3 separate regions of the Mus musculus genome follow, and all the other regions are linked to region 1. The links are chromatin contacts, called in public Hi-C and promoter capture Hi-C maps. All regions are on one chromosome and are shown on one strand. The core of a region is the stretch at or near the end of the contact, and the rest is flanking DNA. Distances in the headings are between cores, read along the strand shown.

The links. Promoter capture Hi-C pulls out the DNA fragments that hold promoters and counts their contacts. A called contact is a pair of places that touch in the nucleus more often than the background predicts.
Region 2: a contact with region 1 is called in a promoter capture Hi-C map of pre-B cells. The contact joins the promoter of Mccc1os here to the promoter of Mrpl47 in region 1. A contact is called at or near these places in 2 of 39 promoter capture datasets (liver and pre-B cells) and 3 of 484 Hi-C or Micro-C datasets (CD4 T cells, muscle stem cells and pre-B cells).
Region 3: a Hi-C map of CD4 T cells shows a contact between it and region 1, with 5 times the contacts expected there. The contact joins the promoter of Eif5a2 here to the promoter of Mrpl47 in region 1. A contact is called at or near these places in 1 of 39 promoter capture datasets (pre-B cells) and 1 of 484 Hi-C or Micro-C datasets (CD4 T cells).

The regions. Positions count from the first base shown.
Region 1 is chr3:32,735,222-32,738,094 of GRCm38.p6, reverse strand. Mrpl47 (mitochondrial ribosomal protein L47) reads left to right here and starts at 1,340. Exons shown (of 7, transcript NM_029017.2): 1 at 1,340-1,453. The coding sequence starts at 1,356. It overlaps Ndufb5 (NADH:ubiquinone oxidoreductase subunit B5), which reads right to left and starts at 1,032. Exons shown (of 6, transcript NM_025316.2): 1 at 890-1,032. The coding sequence starts at 1,013.
Region 2 is chr3:35,998,361-36,001,514 of GRCm38.p6, reverse strand. It overlaps Mccc1os (methylcrotonoyl-Coenzyme A carboxylase 1 (alpha), opposite strand), which reads right to left and starts at 1,602. Exons shown (of 3, transcript NR_029456.1): 1 at 804-1,602. It overlaps Mccc1 (methylcrotonoyl-Coenzyme A carboxylase 1 (alpha)), which reads left to right and starts at 837. Exons shown (of 19, transcript NM_023644.4): 1 at 837-1,034. The coding sequence starts at 958.
Region 3 is chr3:28,780,016-28,782,787 of GRCm38.p6, reverse strand. It overlaps Eif5a2 (eukaryotic translation initiation factor 5A2), which reads right to left and starts at 1,511. Exons shown (of 5, transcript NM_177586.6): 1 at 1,375-1,511; 2 at 572-772; 3 at 1-60. The coding sequence starts at 736. It overlaps 1700112D23Rik (RIKEN cDNA 1700112D23 gene), which reads left to right and starts at 1,666. Exons shown (of 3, transcript NR_166152.1): 1 at 1,666-1,817.

The DNA.
Region 1 (2,873 bases), core at 91-2,590:
TGAGACCTGAGCTCTTTACCCCTCTTAGGCTCCTTTCTAAGAGAACAGTGGTTCTCAACCTTCCTAATGCTGCAACCCTTTAATGCAGTTCTTTGTGTTGTGACCTCCAACTATAAAATTATTTTCACTGCTACTCCATAACTGTAATCTTGCTACTGTTATGGGTCACAATGTGAACATCTGTGTTTTCCTACGGTCTTAGGTGACCCCTATGAAGGGGTCGCGACCCGCAGGTCATATGAAAAGCATGACTGCATTAACATACAGCAGATACAATCTGGGCTGAACCCAACTTTACACATTCACTCGCACTAGTCTTTTAAAAAAAAAAACAAACATAAAATATTTTCGTGGCCTTCTATGATGTTGTGAGGTCCACGGACACAGTTATTACCGTGCCTAACGGGCCTGTCACCTGGAGCCTTTTTACACTCGTGCCTAGGAACACCATGACAGCCTTCACTTCAGTGCGCTTCTCAGCAACTTCCTATCTGCGGGTTGGAACCAGCTGCAGGTGCCACGCACCCTGATTCTGCCCTGAGCCCAGCGACGCAGTGCAAGCCTGCAATCCCAGCCCTCGGGAGCCGGGACAAGTGCAGCCTCGGATCCCCGAGACCCTGTCTCAACAACGAAGTGTGTGCAGTTGCCCTTGGAGACGCGGGCAGCAGCTCCATGCCTGCCTAGCCTGGCAGCGAGGGAGCAGCGCCCAGCATGGCGTGGCAAGGCGCTTCGCAAACGCTGAGCTTAAACAAGGCCATCCGATCTGCAGCAGCTCTTCACACGAGAGCCCCAGGCCGACTTTGTCCCCGCTCTCTCCCTCGGAGGTCCCCAAGGTCACCTGGAAACAGCCCTCCCACCTCTCACCCGCGTCTCCGAGGCCGCCACCCACCGACAGTCTTCGGAAAGCTCCGCGTGAGAAAACTTCCGACTCCGAGTCTAGGACCAGCGCGGCGGCAAGACAGCGCTGTCAGCGCGGAGACCGAAGCCCGCTGCAGCAGGCTCATGGCCGCCATGGCTACACCGGCCACGGAAGGAAGTGGGGAGGGCTAAGGGAGCCGGGAGGGACAATCCACCAGTGAGGGCGAACGCTAGAGGAGGCCATATTGAGTGAGGGCAGCGGCCCGTTCCTGCGAGCTTCACAGGCAGGCGCTGGCGGACAAAAGTGACGACATTGTAGGTGGGGCGCCCAAAGAGAGCCCTGTAAACTCTATGGCAGACTTGGGAGATTGAAGCGAGAGCCGTGGGAGCGGCCATGTTTAGTAAGGGCAAAGCCTGTTCCTGTTTGCTTCACTTGCCTCACGCCGCCAGCGGAAGTGACCTCGTGGACACCGACACTGTGGGTCTCCATTAGAAACATGGCTGCGACCAGTCTAGTGGGTATTTGTAGAAGAGCCTCAGCGTTCCTGAAGGCAGCTTGTTCCCTAGTAAATCCCAAGGACGCTGCTCACTCGGGGTAAGTGGTGAGAGAAGAAATGACTGCCTCCGCCTTTGGGCGCTTCTTGCAGGATGCAACAGAGCTCTAGACAGGCCACCGCGGAGGCAGAGAGCGTGACCTTGCAGTCGCCTATCCTGGCGCACTAGTCCTCCTGCGTTCTGTCGCCGCGGGCGGTGGGAGCATCCGCTGCTCGGTGCTTCCTCGGACTCGCAGTGTCCTGGGGCTGGGTCGGTTGGGAGGGAGGTTTCCGAGGAGTCCTGAGCTGTGAACGGAAGGCTTCCCTCGGCGTCTTTGTACACAGATTGTCCGGCAGATGTTAAGTGATGAGCGTAGCTACGGCAACAGAAGCTGCGTCTGCGAGTGTGAGAATGACAGCTTACTCTTCACTGACACTTGCCAACAGGGAGCCGAGTTTTAGAAATAGTAGAGAGCAGATTAATTGAAGGAAGCAGTCTCTTCTATATTATTACACTAACTTTGCAAATTAGCTTTTTAAAACCTTGCAGAGTTGTAATTTGATCAGGGTGGCAAACTTGAATAAATGATTTCGTCTTCCATTATCTTGATCTGATGCCTTCCTTGACCTCTGACGGTATCAGGCACACACATGGTGCACATATATGCAGGGAAAACATTCAGATACATAAACCTTAAATTTGTTAATGAAATTATTTCAGTATGTGTGTGTGTGTGTGTGTGTGTGTGTGTTTTGTAAAAAATGAATACCTATCACTCAGAAAAGAGGCAAAATATTTTGAAGACAGTAAAACCAGTTATGCATTCATAGAACACATTGCCGTTTCTTTTTTAATGTTGCAGGTATACACTTGATTTTCCATCATTTCCCCAGGACAACAGAAACATTATTAGAGTAATAGTCAAAATATACCCTTAACCCATAGTAGCCAGTCATTGACAGTTGTCACATTTTTCAAGATCCCTGGATTTATGCTCTTTTTCTGCACTGTTGGACAGAGGTCAAAATTCAATCATAGACCCAAGGACATTGCCTTACTAAGTATGACCCTGTGGTCACACTGTGGAATACAGTGTTATTATTTAGCATATAATCCAAAATAAAAATAGGACTTGCTCTACTAATCCCTTCCCTTTTTTCTTTCCGCTTCATTGTCTCCATTCAGTTCCATTCTTTGCTTCAGGATCCAGTGAAGGATCATTTAGTGCAATAGTTGCCATTCGTCCAGTGTTTCTTTTTTCCTTTGTCATCACACTGGCAATTTGGGGTAGGATTTTGTTTTGTTTTGTTTTGCTTTGTTTATTTCTTCATAATTAGTTTCAAGTCAGGAGTCATGGACATAGCTCAGTGGTAGAGTACCTAGCATGCCTGAGGCCCTGGGCTTAATCCTCAGTACACAGGAAAACAAACATAAACTCCAGTCAAATACTCTTGGTTTGGAAGACAGCACTTGTGAAACAT
Region 2 (3,154 bases), core at 353-2,852, 3.3 Mb before region 1:
GTAGGAACCTTCTCGAAAATACACAAGCAAGCCAATTTGTATCCAGACTTTCTAAAAGTTCGAATCTTTCAAGAAAACATCTTAGATTTTAAAGACAGGTGCAGGACTACTAGCCCAGACTGGTCTCGAACTTGGTCTGCAGGTTAGGATGGGCTTGAACTCCTGATGTTCCTGCTTCCACTTGTGTCCCCTTATTTCTAATTATTTTCTTAGTTCCTGGATTTATTTGTCCTTTGGTGTTAGTTTTCTGATTTCACTAATTTATTCCTCTTTACATTTGTTTTCCTTCTGCATTTATGTTTGTTTTTCATATCTTATTTATTTTGGTTTTTGAGGGACAGCCTCAACGTATTGCTCAGGCTGGCCTGGGACTCACTGTCTAGTCAATCCTGTCACTTACTACAATCCTTCTGCTTCAGCTTCTGGGATTGCAAATATGCGCCACTACGTCCCATTTAGTTTTTGCACTTATAACCCTTCGATTGGCTGTTTCACTTACTGTGTTTTTCTCCCCCATATGAGCTCTGCCTCAGCTGTATCAAATACCTACACATAGCTTTTACTGTGTCTTTGTTTCCTGCCACGCAGTTTCCACTGCCCCTTTTTCCTGATGTTTAGTGAGAAAGCTTGCATTTTGCTTGAGTGGTGGTTTGAGGGGCTGTGCATTTTCCTCTCATGCTCTGTGCTAAAAAAAAAAAAAAAGAAAAAAAAAAAAACCTGGCCCCGCCCCTCCAGATGGAGCCCAGCCCCTCACAGTTCACTCCCCACCCCCCAGGCACATGGTCCAATCAGCCAATCGGTACCTTGAAACACCCAGTTTTGTGATTGGCTCTTGCGGAGACGCCTACTTGCTCTTCGGAGCTACGGTGGCGGATCGGGGACAAGAAGCTTGCGCAGGGAGGGACGCTTTCAAGAATAAGCCAAGCAGCTTTTGGAATCCAGCAGAACAGCGCGGAGATGGCGGCGGCGGCGTTGTTGGCTGCGGTGGACAGGAACCAGTTGCGACGGGTCCCGATCCTGCTGCTGCAGCCGAGGTGACTCAGGGGTACTGCCGGTCCGTGCGCGGCCCGGATGCGAGGCGCTGGGTCACGTGAGAGCAGCCCTTTAAGTGCCTGTGTGTAGTTTTGGTAGGCGCTGTCCCACTTCAGTCTTTGGCTCTTCCTACAGACTCTGCCACCTTGGCTGGTTTCTGATCTGGGCACCCCGCACGGTGCTGCAACCGAAGATGGCATACGTAGCTAGAGGCTTGCACCAGGACCCCTTTCCCAAAGTCGCTTTCAGCTTAGCTCCCTCATTTTGAGTGCAGTTCAGAGAAGGATTTCTAGAGACCTTTCCCATTGCTGGGAAGAGTCAAATTAATGAGGGGTGAGTTTTGTCGAACGCTCTTGTTCACAAGTTTGAACAAAGCTGGCAGATGACTACCCCGGATCCTTTTGGAAACGAAGCTCCACGCTTTGACAACAGTGAAAACCCCAAGTCATGTAGATAGATTACTTCACCATAATCATCACCTCCTCGCATTCTGAAAAACGTACTGGCCCAAGGGCAAGAACTGCCTGCAGAAGGTTGGGTTCCCAGCTTACCTGTGACCTTGGTCGAGTTACCTAATATCCGTGCTTCAGTTTCTTCTGCTTGGAGGTGATGATACTTGTATCTAGCAGAGGTAATATAAAGACGATACTAACCCCCTCGTATGTCCAAATCAACACGTGGATAAAAATTTAAACACATCATGGTCCATTCAACAAACAGTGGTCGATGCCCTGGATTTTCGGTGAATACTAAAATGTAGGTCTTCACCCTATATTTTAAATAAGAAAGATGGTGAAAGTTGTATTAGTGCTGTTTTTCTTCCTGTGAATTTCCTTAGGTTCCCAAGAATACCACAGAGTCATTCTCCTCTCAAGGCTTAGTTATAGCTGTCATCCTGCTAATAGTTTTTAAAATTAAAACTCTTACCAGCATGAGAATTTTACCTTTTCTTTTTTCTTTCTTTTTACCAGCCATGATTCCTCTAATACCTCAGAGAAAAGAATTTGATTAGTCAGACTCTACCCATGAGAATAGCGGCTGTCTTAATTGGTGAATTATCTCCTGGCAGGCAATTTACTCGTCATGTTTAAATGTTTTGAGATGTAGCAAAAAGAGCTTTGAAAAATGGGATAGAGAAATCAGAACATTGTCAAGATAAAGGATTGCACTTAAGGAGTGTGTCTGACTGCCTGACTCAGTCTTCACTAGCTGAGAGGAAAAAAAAAAAAAAAAACATTTTAGGCTATCAGTGGTCCCAGGTTGGATACATGACAAAGCTGTGATTTCTTAGGCAGGACTGGAAAAGCCTTAAACCCTAACTTACCTGGAGAGGTCAGAGGGGAAAACAATGCTCCAAGCTGAAAAATTCCTTTAAAAGACCAGGAAAGTTAAGTTTTCCTCCTTGAAGAGCAAGAATGTGGGGTGGGCTGAATTGGAAAGATTTGTAAGAGCACCAGTCTCTGAAGAAGCCATCAAGCAGAGCTCTCCCGCCAAAGATGGATGTTTTCCCAGTTGGCTCCAGAGTGACAGCATCTGAGAAAGTGTGCCTCCCAGGATGCTAAGCCTCCGGTGTTCCTCACATGACCCTTGGGAGATACTAGTCCTGCTGGTTGCATAGTTGCATGTAAAGGGTATATGCATATTGTTGCAGTCATATAATATCTAATGTAGCCTGTGATCTTTATGCTTCATGAAGGAACTAAGCTCATAAGTCTCTATATAACCGTGGTCTTGTTTGGGAAAATTGTATACTTTAAAACCGGGCAGTATCTTCAAGATTGCCTCGTATGGAATGGGAGCTGTAGGTTAAGCACTTGGCTAGCATGTTTGTGGTCCTCTAAAACTCAAATTCATCTATTTGTAAAGCTTATTCCTTGCTGTATAAGTTTTCTCATTGGGAGGGTATTAATGAAAAAGAGATCGAGTAACCCCAATGTCAAGCGACCTGACAATGGGTAAGTGTATGTTGAAGAGTAACCAGAATAACTAGCCATAGCCTACTTTTTTTTTTCTTTTTCTTTTTCTTTTTTTTTTTTTTTTTTTTTTTTGTCTTTTGAAGCAGGATTTCTCTGTATAGCCCTGGCTGTCATAGAACTCACTCTGTAGACCAGGCTGGCCTCGA
Region 3 (2,772 bases), core at 262-2,761, 4.0 Mb after region 1:
AGAAGGACAAATGTCTTCATATTTTTTGCCAGTGAAAATGTCAATTCCAACAAGGTGTACCTGACAGAGGAGAGAACCACAGGAAACATGTTTAATCTCTGTCAGCTATGTCACTCCCTACACAGCAGCACAATCCCAGCTCTGACTGTAATGGAGCCTTTCACCTCTTCCAAGGTCATCTTACTTTCTTTAAAAAAAGTTGCAGTGACACAGAACGAGATTCAGTAAGTACCCAAAACCCGAACAGTTTCATGGCATCAAAACTCAACACACCACACACGTCAGCAAGTCAATTAACAAGAGTCCACAGAAAGTGAAAACCAAGTCTCTTAGAATTAGAAGAACAGGCTTGTTTCTACTAAACACGGATTTAAAAAAGTTTTAGTTTCCAGTTAATGAAACATTCTAAGGGTCCGATTAAATGGAGAGCTTTACTGAGAGTAATGTCTGACCATTCAAGAGACTGAGGGGAAGGAAAAAAAGTTATTTTTCAATATAGAAACCTCACGATGTAGAATGGAACACGAATGATCTTAACGGTGAAGCCAAAAAATGACTTGGAAGGGCCTACCTTGGCATGACCATGCTTCCCAGTCTTGGAAGTTGACATCTCCACGATTTTGCATGGTCGCCCTTTGAGCACGACGAAGCCGTTTTTGCGCAGGGCTGAGCACTGCATAGGATAAGTGCTGGAAGCCCCTGCATCTCCAGTAGTGAAATCAATTTCGTCTGCCATGGTGGACTGGGGAGATGTGCGGTTTTTCTGAGGGAACTATGCGAAAAGTTTGTTTGCGTTTTAATAACCGGCATGCAGGCGGGGTTATGTCTCATTTTGAAGACAGGTAGCCGAGCATCACTAGCCCGTTATGTTTGCATTTATAGAACACCCACTCTGAGTGGAGTATACTTTGCCATTCAGGCCTCTGAAAACTTTTCCAGCCCTTGGTGGGAGGTGGGGAAAGGAGCCGCAGAAGAGCTCGCCGGAGAGTGAAGGCGACACCAGCGCCCAGCCGGCAGGTCCAGTCCCCACCACCCCACCGCAAGAAGTGCCCACGACCTTCCTGCGCCGGGATGCGGGGCCCGGCGCCTCCCTCCGTCCCATCCCCGCTGCCAAGGTATCAGCCAGGCCGCAGGTTCGGGGAAGACTGGGACAGGAGCACCCGGCCGGTTGCACCTGGCCCTCAGTGCGCCTAGGACCCGCAGCGGCGCCGCCCTGGCATCCCGGTTCGGCCCAGCGGTAAAGGGCCCTAGCTCCGGCGGTCCCGCGCTTGCCGCCCTCCAGTTCCCAAGCATCTCGGCTCCTCCCCTCGCCCGGACCCCAGCATCACCGGCTGCATCCCCCGCCGCCCCGCCGACCCGGCCCCAGGTCTTCACCTTCCGGCCCCGCACCGCACGCCTTTGCTGCGTCCGCCGGTCCCTGCGGCTGCGGCGGCGCTGGCGGCCGCGGCTGGTCCAGGAGACGGGGCGGGGCCGCCACGCTTCCCACACCCGGCTCCCCGCCCCGGCCCGCCCAGCCCGGGCCCGCCCCGCCGCGACCACACTTCCGGGATAGGCCCCGGCGCGCCACAGGCCCCGCCTCCAGGTCGCCCATTGGCTCGAAGCTTCCCGAGGTCCCGCCCCGTCACGTGAAGCTCGCCCTGGCAACCCCACGTGCTGCGGATTAGTGCACTTCCGGCGTGCAGAGCTGCCTGCAGTCGACTGTTTGAAGCTTCGCAGTGTTCCCGGGCGAGATGCATCCTCATCTTCAGTTCGGCGCCCAGTTGACCTTGGGGACGACTATTAGGACCAGGTAGCTTGCTCTGGGCCCTAGCACGCAGGTGCGTGGATGCTGTCACTTAATGGTCTTCAAACTCTCAAGTCCTGCTGATTTTGCAAGAGTCCCGAGTGTTGGTGGAGTGGAACTTTGATTCAAGCTTCTGGTACAGCTTGCAGCCCTCCTTGGGGCTGGAATCCGTGCTTGGAGCTCGAAGAGTGCTAGGTGTGGTATGCTATTTCATGATTCTGCATTGTAGATCCTCAGAGGACTCCAGACACTATGACGAGGTGCTGGTGAAGTCAGCAGTGTTCTCAGGGGCGGGAAATCCCATGTACCCGAGACTCTACGGTGACCTTTGATCTTCCTGGCATCGGTGTGCCCTAGAGTTTGAGGTTTTGTTTTTGTTTTTGTTGTTAAATGATTAAAGACAAAGATTCTCGAGAAGTGTGCTTTCCTTTCACAGTTTTATCATAGCTTCATCTCTCACCTTGGAAAGAATCAAGGTAATTAACTGACCACCCCACAACCCAGTTCATGTTGTTCAGTGATTTGGTATTGCTGTCCTATAAACAAATCTAGTCTCATAGTCACTTACACGTATATGCAGAACACATTTCATTTGTGTTGTCTAGAAGCAATAAGCACATGGCTTCCATAAAGTAAACTCTGCCTCTTGTTACAGAAAGAGCCGAATTAGGACCCCTGGCTTCTGAGTTCCCTCTGCTTTTCCCTATTGTTGTTGTTACTATTGCTCCTGCTAATACTTAAGTAAGAATTACATAGTGTACTGTTTCATCTCTATTATTAAATCTTGACTACTAAAGTTTTTGTTTAAACTAAGGTTAATGTTAGAATATATATGAAATAAGATTTAAGAGGCTTGAAAAAGGAAATCAGATGTACGATCACCTCCATTGTCAGGATATAGTAGAATATTATCACGTTCCAAAATTTTCTGTGCCTTTTGGTCATCAGCCCTCTTTTTCACCCCTACCTTACACCCAGCCAGACCTTCC